Regions from separate parts of the Sus scrofa genome. Here region 2 is linked to region 1. Evidence: chromatin contacts called from public HiChIP or PLAC-seq data. All regions are on one chromosome and are shown on one strand. The core of a region is the stretch at or near the end of the contact, and the rest is flanking DNA. Distances in the headings are between cores, read along the strand shown.

Region 1 (5,535 bases), core at 1,693-4,192:
TTTTGGCTCTAAGGGAAGCATGTGGCTGGGACACAGAAATGAGGCCAGATGTCCTGGTTCTGTCCCATTATGAGCTGCGTAGACACTTTGGGTGGAGCTCAAATTGATCCCTGGATCCATCCATCCTTCCATCCATCCATCCATGTTCCCTCGATTATATAGACCCAATAAATCTGTACAAAGCACGCAGGTCCCGGTCCTTGGGGAATTTCACAGACATCCCCCTGTCCTCAGAGGAGAGGTAAGCAAAGGCTGGGCCCCTCCCTCCCTGATCCTATCCTAGCTCTGCCCCTGAGGAGCCCTGCCCTTGGGCTCCTGGTCCATGGAGTGGGCCTCCCCAGGGAAGATTTCTAAGGGGCGCTTGGGAGAGCCCCCTGTTCTGTTTGGCCCTGCTTTGCCCACCCTTTCTCATCCCACCCCAGTTTCTCCAGCCTAACAACCTCATGACAAATTATCCCACCACTAAGTTAAATTGGCCGCTGCATCAAATGCTGTGGATTATGGGGTAAGGAAAGTACATAGCTCATTAATTCAAATCCAGCCCCTCCCCCAGCATCGTCCTTCCTCTCTCCACTTGTTACTGGATAAAGGACTTGGCCAGAGAACTGTCGCCTCTTCCCTTCAAGGACATCTTGGGTGAGGGAGTGATTTGAGGGCAGAAAGCAGTGAGGTTTGGACCCTCAGTGTCAGAACGGGGCTGAAACCTGCAGTCCTCACACCGCCTGGGATCCACTGGCAGAGGGTGCCCTGGAAGAGGGCACCCCTTTGAGCTCAGGCCCAGTCTGGGCAGGACTCCTGTGGGATGGAGAGGAAGCTTGGGGGAGGCTTTCTCCCCAGGACTTTCCTTGTGGAAGGAGGGGCAGATCTCTCTCTGCAGACCCTTTCCAGAGCAGAGGAAGTAACAGTCCTGCCAAGAGCCAGGGTCTCACCCCATGAGCCCCAGAAGCCTTTCTCAGCAGCAGTATCTGTGGTGTGGAAGGGAGGCGCATTCCTCTGGATGCTGGGGTGACCCTGCTTTGACCTGATGGCGGAGATTCTAGTTTCCGCTAAACTGCAGGGTTGGCATCTCCAAGGTGAGGAGGCTGGCAAAGGAGGTTCAGGGCACTCTGTTCAAAGACTCGAGAGAGGGAACTGGTGGGTTGAAAAGATCATGTCCTTCTCTCTTCCATTCAAGTGCTCACCTGTGGTCCATGATGGGGGCTGAGGGAGCCACCCTTTCAGAGGGTCATGAAGAATTCATCAGGCTTTTGTGTCTGCCTGCCCATGAACTCTGAGCGCAGACAATGGCCAGGCTGGGGGCCTTTGTCTCCCTCTCCACAGAGGCAGTGTCAAATGTTGGCCACATGTGGGTGGGGAACCCACCTCTCTTGGGAGAGGGGCAGTCCCGTAACATGATGAGGGGCACCAAACTCAGGGCTAATTAGTTAGAAATTATATTTTCCATTTGGCTAGGCCAGGAACAATTAGTCTAGGCACCTAAAGCCCAGAGAGACCATTGGGAAGAGGGATGATGCCAACTGTGTATGTGCTTCCTTGAACCTCGCCTGGGGGAAGAAAACAGGTGTGCCACCCTGCCACCCCCTGCCCCAGATACTCACTGTCAGAGAATCAGCCAAACAAACCATCCAACAACAATAAATTGGTAACTGTATATTGAATGCTTTTCTAAGGAAGGGGTTAAAGCAACCACTTACCTGATAGAGACAAAGGATGCTTACAGAGACATCAAGAAGGCCCATCATTCTACAAACCATTTCTAGCACTTACATGCCTCGTACTGTGTTGTGTCTATTAGCAATTCCTGTAGTGTCTGAAATTCCACCATTAGAAATTCATTTCTTTGTGGTGTTTGATGTTTTAATAATTTAGCATTTATCAAGCATTTACTGAACTCATGTTATATGGCAGGTACTCTTTCAGATGCGAAGATACACGAATGAACAAGAGGAAAAATGCCTGCTTTTATGGATCCTCCAGTCCAGTGAGGGAGACAAAAATAAACAGATATATATTTTGTCAGATGAAGAATTTCTATGAAGGAAACCAAGGTGGGTAAGGGGATGATGCATGATGGGGATGTTCTTTTAGATATGGGGGTCAGGACAGGCCTCTGAAGAGGGGCATTGAGCAGCCATGGAAAAGCTGGGCTGGAACCAGCTCTGTGGCTAAGGGGGCAAAGGGCACTGCAGGCAGAGGGGAGGGCCCAGGTAGGACTGTGCTTGGCGTTTGTGACTATCAAGTGAGCCAACATGGCTGGAACGAAGTGAGTGGAAAAGGAGAGGAAGAGGGCGGGGTCTGAGCACGCAGTGTCTTGAGGGCCACTGATAGGACTCAGCTTTAACTCTGAGTGAGATGAGCCACTGGGATTTTGAGTGAGAAGTGACATGATGAGACTCGTGTTTTACCAGGACGTGGCTGCGTGGTGGAGGATGGGCTGGGGAGGGGGGCACAGATGGTAGAAGGGAGGCTAATTAGAAACTTCTGCAACGGTTCATAAACCATCGTGCCCTCGTTAATCTCAGGCCAGATCAAATGAAGGCCCTCCAACCCACGGTTCTCCAAAGGCTTGTGTGGGACTGGGCTCTCAGAAAATGTCCTGGCCTTCCTAGGCATCTTCTCCTGTAATCCTGAGCTCCCACTTTGGGCTTGTCTGTTCCAAACGCATTCCCCAAAAGCAATCCCCCAAATCCACACTATCCCGAGAACTCTTTAGAGGGCCCCTCATTCCATTATTATTTTGATATCGTTCTTTCTTCCGGCGTCCAGCCAATGTGAAGTTGGCGCCTTGTCAGCCGTCCAATGGGAGAGAGGAGGCGGGAGGAGAAAGTCCAAGGAGAGGTGCCCGGGTTCCCGAGCCGCTGGCCGGTCCTCAGGTCAACGCGGCGAATTGGTCACCAGGAGGCGCCCGAGCGCCAGGGTTTGCTTGATGGCTCCGCGCTGCCAGGAGGGTGCGGCGCGCAGCGGCCACCAGGGGGCAGCAGAGCGCGGGGCCGAGAACGCGGGGAGCGGGGTAGGCGGCGGCAGCTGTGTTGCCGGCTACGAGCGGAGTTCTCTGTTAGGAGGGTAATTTAGAGCAATTACACCGATTATTATTGCTTTTCTAATTAGTGCTTTTCCTACAGAATTAGCCGAGTGTTTATTAGGAGCTGCTTGTTGCCAGCAGCTTAACTGCTTCGGTGCCGGCGCGGGGCGCCGCGAGCGGGGAAGAGCAGCGCCGCCCTCGCCGCCGCGTGGGGCCAGTTGGTTATGTGGTTTCGCATAAAAGCACGGATTAAATATTCATTCTGCTTTGTTACATATAGCATTAAATTTTTATCAGCTGTATGTTTTCCTTGAAGTTTTCCCTGCGTGTTAACATTCAGGCGGGCTGCAGGAAAACTCCCGGGCTCTGGCGGGTGGGGCGGACAGATGGGGACTCCGGGGGTGTTGGGGCCAGAGGGACTGGGCGAGGGAGGGATGGTCACCTCTTAGACATCTGTGACACCTCTAGACTGCTCCCAAATCTTGCGCTCCAGGATCCTCAGAACCGCCTGGGAGGTAGGCAGGGAAGGAATGTCTCACCCCATCGAAGGGGGGGAGAAAACTGAGACCCCCCCACCTCACGTGGTCTTTGTGATATGCCCTGGGTGACCTGAAACCAAACTGTGGAGTCAAGCTCGATTTCTCCAGTCCACTGTCACCTATGGGAGCTTCCAAAACCAGAGCCCCCCGGGCACCCGGGACACCATCGAGGGGCCCCACCCAGGCCACTCTTCCCACAGGAAGGGCAAGTTGGAACTTCCGTGGCTCAATCCCAGGTAAGCCCGCCTACCTTGTGCTTCTGACTTTAGCCTCCTCCTTCTGGAACCCTTAACCCAGAGCAGCAGCTGGCTCCTCGTCAGCCTGCGGGGTGGGGGGGGGGGGGAGAAGGGAGGGAGGAGAAAGTCCAAGGAGCGTCCCGGGTGGTGAGAGGCAGAGGAGAGGGGAGTTTGGTTTGTTAAAGCACTGCCTTTAAGTTGGGTAGTTGTTACCCTCCCTGAGGAAGGGGAGGGGTTGTCCTCAATTCATTAGTCTTGGGGACCCCAAGTGAGAAAAACTAAACACACCTGTGCAGGAGTTCCTGTTGTGGCTCAGTAACAGAACCGGACTGGTATCCATGAGGACGTGGATTCCCTCCCTGGCCTTGCTCAATGGGTTAAAGGATCTGGTGTTGTGGTGAGCTGTGGTGTAGGTCTCAGATGCGGGTGGCATCCAGTGTTGCCGTGGCTGTGATGTAGGCTGGTGACTACAGCTCTGACTCCTAATCTGGGATCTTCCATTTGCCATGGGTGTGGCCCTAAAAACAAAAAAACCCCCCACAAAAACAAAAGCCCCACACACTTGTACACCTCTAGCAGAACCAGAGGCTGCCATTTGTGTCATGAAGGTTGATCCACTATTCAAAAGGCTTCTTGGAAGACCGCCCCCCACCCCCCAGTGCATCCAAGTGTTTGTTTACAGCTCATTAACTACTTGATGGAAAGGCTGGGGTGGGGGCAAGACAGGGAAATATTGACAGAAAATCTATCAGAAATGAAGATTAACGATCTCCAAGATGTTCCTGTGGGTCAATAGGGAAATGGGATTTGAGTTTAAAAAAACGGGGTCTGCTAAGCTGAGATTTCATCCCCCCATTTGTCTCTGCACAGAGCGAGGCCCACTAGGGTTAAGAGGGCTCCTCAGATTTGGGGGTGGGGCTCTGACTGGAAACCTTCTGGTCTGGTTGTCTCCTCCTCCTGGCCTTGGTTCCTCCTCAGCAAGGGGAGGATGGAGGAGAAATTTGGGCTGCTTTATCTCACCACCACTCTAACTGGTCAAACTGACCCCTTCAAGACGCCTTCCTTGTGTCCCGCCCTGTTGCTTTCGTTTCAACAAGACCGACTTTCTAGGAGGGGCTGTAAGGGAAGGCAGCAGGCAGTTTTACACAAGTTCCCAAGTGCCAGAGAGGAAGAAAGGCTGGAAGATGGCTCAGCCAGTGTCTGTCCCCAGTGGCCTCTGAGGCCAGGCAGCTCTGGAGTTGTACCAGCCACAGGGCACTCTGACCACAGGGCGGAGAGGGCCTGGCTTGACACTCCACCCCGTTCTGCTCACAGGTTTCCTGCTTTGCCTTCTCCCAAGCACCTGCCTCAGTGGCAGCTCATTCAGGAAAGATGGTGCTTTAGCTCCTGTCTGAACACAGCTGTGTGGAAACCTCCAGACTCCCAGGCACCCAGGACATTGCTTCCAATGTGTCCTGCTCCAGGCAGCTATGGTTGCCTGAGAATCCCTGGGTCTTCCTGCTGTGGAGGCCTGTTTGAGGCCTGGGTTCCTTGGCCTCTGCCAGCTTCCCTCCCCCCCGCCCCTCCCACAATATGTGGCCCCCTCCCTTAGGTAGTGCCATTTCTGGCCCTTGTCTTCCTGGATCTTTTTCTGCTTTCCACTCTGCAAGAGTCCTTGGGACTAAGAAGCAAACCAGGGCACGGCTGACTATTTGAAATGAAAAAGAAAAAGAACAAAGAGAGAAACTCCAACGTGTAA
Region 2 (5,485 bases), core at 2,061-4,560, 260 kb before region 1:
ACTGGAAGAGCTCAGGCCCCACGCCTCGGCCTAACTGCAGCCCAAGTGGGGAAGCGAGCTTCTGGCTTCTGCCTTGAGCGAGAAGATCCATGATGGGAACTCTCCAACCAGAGGAAGTGCTCCAATAACGTGGGCGGCCTCAGAACCTGGCACAGATCCCTGCAATATTTTGCAAAGGAGAGGCTCCAAGTTCAAAGTGACAACAGAGTGAGAATAAGGCTGGAGGGTGAGCTCCAGCAGAGTGAGGGCTACAGGCCCCATCTGCTGACTCCTGGTCCCCATTAGAAGCTGAGGCCCAGAATGAGGCAAGGACCCGGGACTGGGAGCAGAAGTCTGTTTAGACAAAGCTCTTACTGGCGATTTCCTCCAGACATCTCAACTCTCTACAGCTCTGCTAAGCATTCTACACAGGCATTCCTGTCGTGGCTCAGTGGTAATGAACACGACTAGTATCCATGAGGACTCAGGTTGGATCCCTGGCCTTGTTCAGTGGCTGAAGGATCCAGCATTGATGAGAGCTGTGGTGTAGGTCACTGATGTGGCCAGATCTGGCGATGCTGTGGCTGTGGCGTAGGCCTGTAGCTGTAGCTCCAGTTTGACCCCTAGCCTGGGAACTTCCACATGCTACAGGTGTGGCCCTAAAAAGACATAAACAAACAAACATCCTACACGGTTTCACCCTCCCCAGCCTGGGAACTTTCATACACCACAGGAGTGGTCCTAAAAAGACATAAATAAACAAACAAACAGACAAACATCTTGCACTGTTTCACCCTCCCCAAGCCTAGGAACTATGGAACACTACCTTCTCAAGGAGTTCCCGTCATGGCGCAGCAGAAACAAATCTAAGGAACCCTGAGGTTGTGAGTTTAATCCCTGGCCTCGCTCAGTGGGTTAAGAGTGTTACTGTGAGCTGTGGTGTAGGTCGCAGACATGGCTCAGATCTGGCGTTGGCTGCAGATACAATTAGACCCCCTAACCTGAGAACCTCCCAAAAAAAAGACAAAAATAAATTTAAAAAAATAAATAAATAAAGGTAACTTCCCAAGCAGTAAGCCTCCTCAGCATGGTCATTTCTGCCCTCTCTCTCCCTGGCGGTGGATACAGCCACCTCTACTTTCTCCCACACTCGAATCCACACTTCTCTGCTATCTTACTGAGAAGTAAGCTCCATGTTGAGCTTCCTTCCTCAAATTGGCTTTTCCTAATTTACTCCGCACAGCAAAGCCTGAATGTGTGTTTTAATGAAAACAGGCTTTTTTTGTTGCCATTTCAACATCACTCCTATAGGAGCTCCACTCTGAAATGCAAAAGTGCATTTTCCTATTCTGATAGCTAAAATGGCTCACACAGGTGGGCCTTTGTGGCAGAGGGGGGTGCTGCAGCTGGGGGAAGCGAGGGTGGCATCGCAGGAAAGAACATAGCAAAATGTGCCCAGAACGACGCCCTGGGGAATACTGGGGCTCACTACCTTACTTCCTCCTCCAGAGGGCGCTCCTGGTTTCTGGAAAAGATGGGGAACTTTCCCTCCCAGTCTGCACTTAGGCCCCGCCCACTGCTCTGGGGGGGTCAGAAGGGGAGTGTTACTGAGTGTGTTTTGGTTCATAGAATGAAGGTGATAGCATACACTTGGAAGTTTCTGATGGGGCCAGAAGGCCCATGGGGAACTCCGGCCCCATGTGCCATTAATAGGTGCTCAGTCACTGTTGCTTTTCTTTCTTCTTTGATCTATCAGCAACTTTTTTTTTCCTTTGCTTTTTGCTTTTTAGGGCCGCATCAGAGGCAAATGAAAGTTCCCAGGCTAGCAGTCTAATTGGACCTACAGCTGCTGGCCTACACCACAGCCACAACAATGCCAGATCAGAGCATCGTCTGTGACCAACACCACAGCTCACCGCAATGCCAGATCCTTAACCCACTGAGGGAAGCCTGGGATCCAACCTGCCACCTCATGGTTCCTAGTCGGATTTGTTTCCACTGCGCCAGGACGGAATCTCCATATCAATAACATTTTAAATAACTGTTCTGGAGTTCCCATTGTGGCACTGTGGAAACAAATTCGACTAGTATCCCTGAGGATACAGGTTCAGTCCCTGGGTCCGGGACCCAGCATTGCTGTGGCTGTGATGTAGGCCAGCAGCTGGAGCTTCGATTCAGTCCCTAGCCTGGGAACTTCCACATGCCTCAGGTGCGGCCCCAAAAAGCAGAATAAATAAATGATTGTGTTTATGTTTCTTTACATTTTTCCTTTTGCTTTTCTTTTATTCTTCAAATGGAAAAGGAAGGAAGGAGGGAAGAGAGGAGGGGAGGCAGGAGGCAGGGAGGGGCAGAGCCTCATACATTACTTATCCCAGTGATTATCTGAGTTGTTGTTTTGGGTAATCTGATTATGACGGTTAATCAATTGCCGGATCCTGTGGGAAAGCTGGAAGAAAGAAGTACAAGGACATCCTCTTTTTAAATTAGAAGGATGAGCTGTTAATTTCTCAGGATGTGCCTGGCACGTAAAGCTGTTGAAGACACCATGGGAGACCCACGCAACTATAGAAACATGTGGCCGGACCTCCCCTCCACATGCTGCCCAACTGCAACCCAACCTCCCTCAGCTCCCAGGACACAAGCAGGGACAACTCTGGAGTACGCTATGCTGGGGGCCAGGAGCTGGTGTATCCAGTTAAGAATATGCAGATTGCGACCTGCCGCTTGTGGAGGCAAGAGGCACCCACATGGGGGCAGCAGAGAGTTCCCTCAGCATGCCAACTCCCACTTTGCGGGAAGTGGAAACCGTGGGGTCTAAAAAATTACACCTAACAGAATTCGCTCAGCTCATCAACGTATACGGAGCGCCTATTAGAAGTCTGGAAGTATTTATAGATAACCGATAGGAAGGAGTAAGGGAGGAATTTCTTCCCCAGTGTAAAGTGAGACTTGGGAGAAATTTCCCCCAGAATAAAAGCACCCGCGCTGGTCACAGAGACACCGGGGGGCAGGGCTGGGGGGCGCTGCGGTGGGGCGGGTGATGCGTGTGGGCTGGCGCCGCCTGGAGTCTGTCCCCGACTCCAGCGCGCCGGCGGGAACCGGGCAGCGGGACACTGCGGGCTGGGTTCCAGGCGGGGTCCCTAGGAAGGGGCTGTTTTGTCAAAGGGTGGGGAGGCTCCGAATCGGAAGTACCCCCAAGGCGCCCAGCTGCCCGGCCCGGTCCGGGAAGCCTGGCGCGCTCGTCGCTGAGCCCGGTTGGGCACGGGCGGGGGCACAGCACGGGGAGGGGAGGGGAGAGGAGAAGAGAAGGGACGAGGAAGGAGGCCGGTCCCCGCCGGCTGCCGCCAGCCCCGCCGCGCCCCCGTGTGGCCGCCGCGCGCAGCTGCGCCACGTAGGGAACAAAGCGCAGCCACGAGTGGGGGCGAGGCGGGGGCGGAGCCGCGGGGAACGTGGGGGCTCTGGCTCTGCGGTTCCAAGGCAGGCTGGAAGGCCCCACAGAAGGATCTACGCCCCAAGTAGAAAAAACTATAACGCCAGACATGGCTGCTGCGGGAGATTCTGCGTAGCCGGGCAAGCAGGCAGGGGAGGAGGTGCTGTGACTCCCCACCCGCTGGGAAAGATTCCCGCACAGAAGCCTCCATCCGAGCGCTGAGCAGAGATCGGACTCGGGATGGAGTTTGAGGGAGAGAGAGGAGAGCTCACTGCTTTAGAACAGAAGCTCCTGTTCATTTAGCCAGGTCCAGCAGAGCCATGTTTAAGAGGGGACGAGAGACAGTGGTGGCCCCCGGATACCTCACCCTCCGAGGCCGGGATATGGACTAAGGTCAGCGGAGATGCAGAGAAGCACATAGCAGTGGTCCCCCACCCTAGGCTCCCGTGTGCACAGTCTACCAGGAGACCCTCTGCAGTATCACCATCCCCAGAGCAAGGGGAACCTCTCCTGGCCAGGACCCTTCGTCACCCGATCACACTGCCCTTTGTCCCTTGGTCTTTGCCATCTTCTGCTTTCAGAAGCTACCCTTGTCTAGCATCTCCTCTGGAGAAGGGAGTGCCACTTTCTCCTACAAAACAAAACCCAGAGCTGCCGGAGTTGGCAAGGGGAGAAGACTCTGCTGGGCACACTGCCATGGGTGCTGCCATTCCTGATTCCATGCTGTGGCCCCAAACTGGGTGTGGGACCCCTCCCTTAACCCTTGTGCTTGCCTGAGACCAGGCTGGAGTATCCACCAAGGCTTGAAGTGGGTAGGGGGCGGTGATCAAGGAAGAGAAGCAGATGCAGACCGTTCTGACCCTCTGCTTTCGGAGACACAACTTCTTAGTCAGCATCCTGGGCCAGTTCATCTTTGTTCCATGACCCACATCCTGGGGGGGGGTCACAGCAAGTCCCCATCCACCTCTCAAGGCCAGTCTCAGAGAACCTCCTAGATCCCAGGGGATGGCCACACACACACACACAGGCCACTGAACTGGGCCCCTTATCAAGGGGAAGGGATAAAAAATCATTCCTTTCCACATGGACTTTGGCCAGAAGGATCCTGTCTTCTCCAGCTCTGCCCCCTCTGCCGGGCTGTTGCTCACAGGGCAAAAACTGACTGGTATCGAGCATTTCTATAGAGGATGCTGATGGAGCATCCACTGTGTGTGCACTTTCCACCCTCCCTTTCAGCCCTGCAGTTTCCTTCCAGAGCTGGAACAGTGAGGTCTGCTTTCAACCCCAAGGCTAGGTCAGTTTCCCCTTAAACCTGTCCCTTCCTCTATTCCTCAGCTTCTAGCCTCCAGCACAGACCTCTTCCCCTGTGAGGTGGTTGTTTCCTCACAGTTACCACCCACTCCAGTCTCATCAGTAAATGGCTGCTGAGACTGTCACTTGAGAGCTTTGATGACGTCCGTGCCTGATGTCATTATCAATTGATTAAATACAAGTTCCTGTGGTCATTGGCATTGATTCTGTGGACTCAGATATCAGGTCTTGGGTTAAGAAGTAACTTGCCTGATGACACACTTTCTTGGAGAAAGCCATCAAATCCATCTTTTTGTTTTTTTGCTTTTTAGGGCTGCACCTGCGGCATATGGAGGTTCCCAGGCTAGGGGTCAAATCAGAGCTGCACCTGCTGGCCTACACCACAGCCACAGCAATGCCAGATCCAAGCCACTTCTTTGACCTACACCACAGCTCACGGGGCAATGCCAGATCCTTAACCCACTGAGTGAGGTCAGGGATCAAACCCACAACCTCATGGTTCCTAGTCAGATTTGTTTCTGCTGCGCCACGATGGGAACTGCCAGAGAAATCCATCTTGATTTATATATTCTAGCCCAGTGCAGACCTTGACTAAAAAGGGCCAGATAGTAGATATTTTAGGTTTCGCAGGGGCGAACAGTCTCTGCTACAACCACTCAGCACTGCAGTGGGAGTGAAGTAGCCACGGACAATGCATAGTAAATGGACTCAGCTGTGTTCCAATAAAACTTTATTTACAAAAACAGGCACAGAGCTGGATTTGGC

What was found. HiChIP or PLAC-seq counts read pairs in DNA pulled down with a chosen protein or histone mark.
Region 2: a contact with region 1 is called in an H3K27ac HiChIP or PLAC-seq map of skeletal muscle, with 3 times the contacts expected there. The contact joins two enhancer-like sites. A contact is called at or near these places in 3 of 47 Hi-C or Micro-C datasets (all in blood) and 2 of 2 datasets of contacts at active chromatin or transcription factors (alveolar macrophages and skeletal muscle).

What each region holds. Positions count from the first base shown.
Region 1 is chr1:97,340,803-97,346,337 of Sscrofa11.1, reverse strand. No RefSeq gene overlaps it. Among named protein-coding and RNA genes, the nearest start is that of SMAD2, 140 kb to the left of the region's middle. Within about 2 kb of position 2,942, at least 9 of the 83 cell types and tissues checked have an H3K27ac peak or open chromatin away from gene starts, as enhancers often do. A contact at or near this core is called in skeletal muscle, where this site is marked.
Region 2 is chr1:97,599,711-97,605,195 of Sscrofa11.1, reverse strand. No RefSeq gene overlaps it. Among named protein-coding and RNA genes, the nearest start is that of SMAD2, 120 kb to the right of the region's middle. Within about 2 kb of position 3,310, at least 52 of the 83 cell types and tissues checked have an H3K27ac peak or open chromatin away from gene starts, as enhancers often do. A contact at or near this core is called in skeletal muscle, where this site is marked.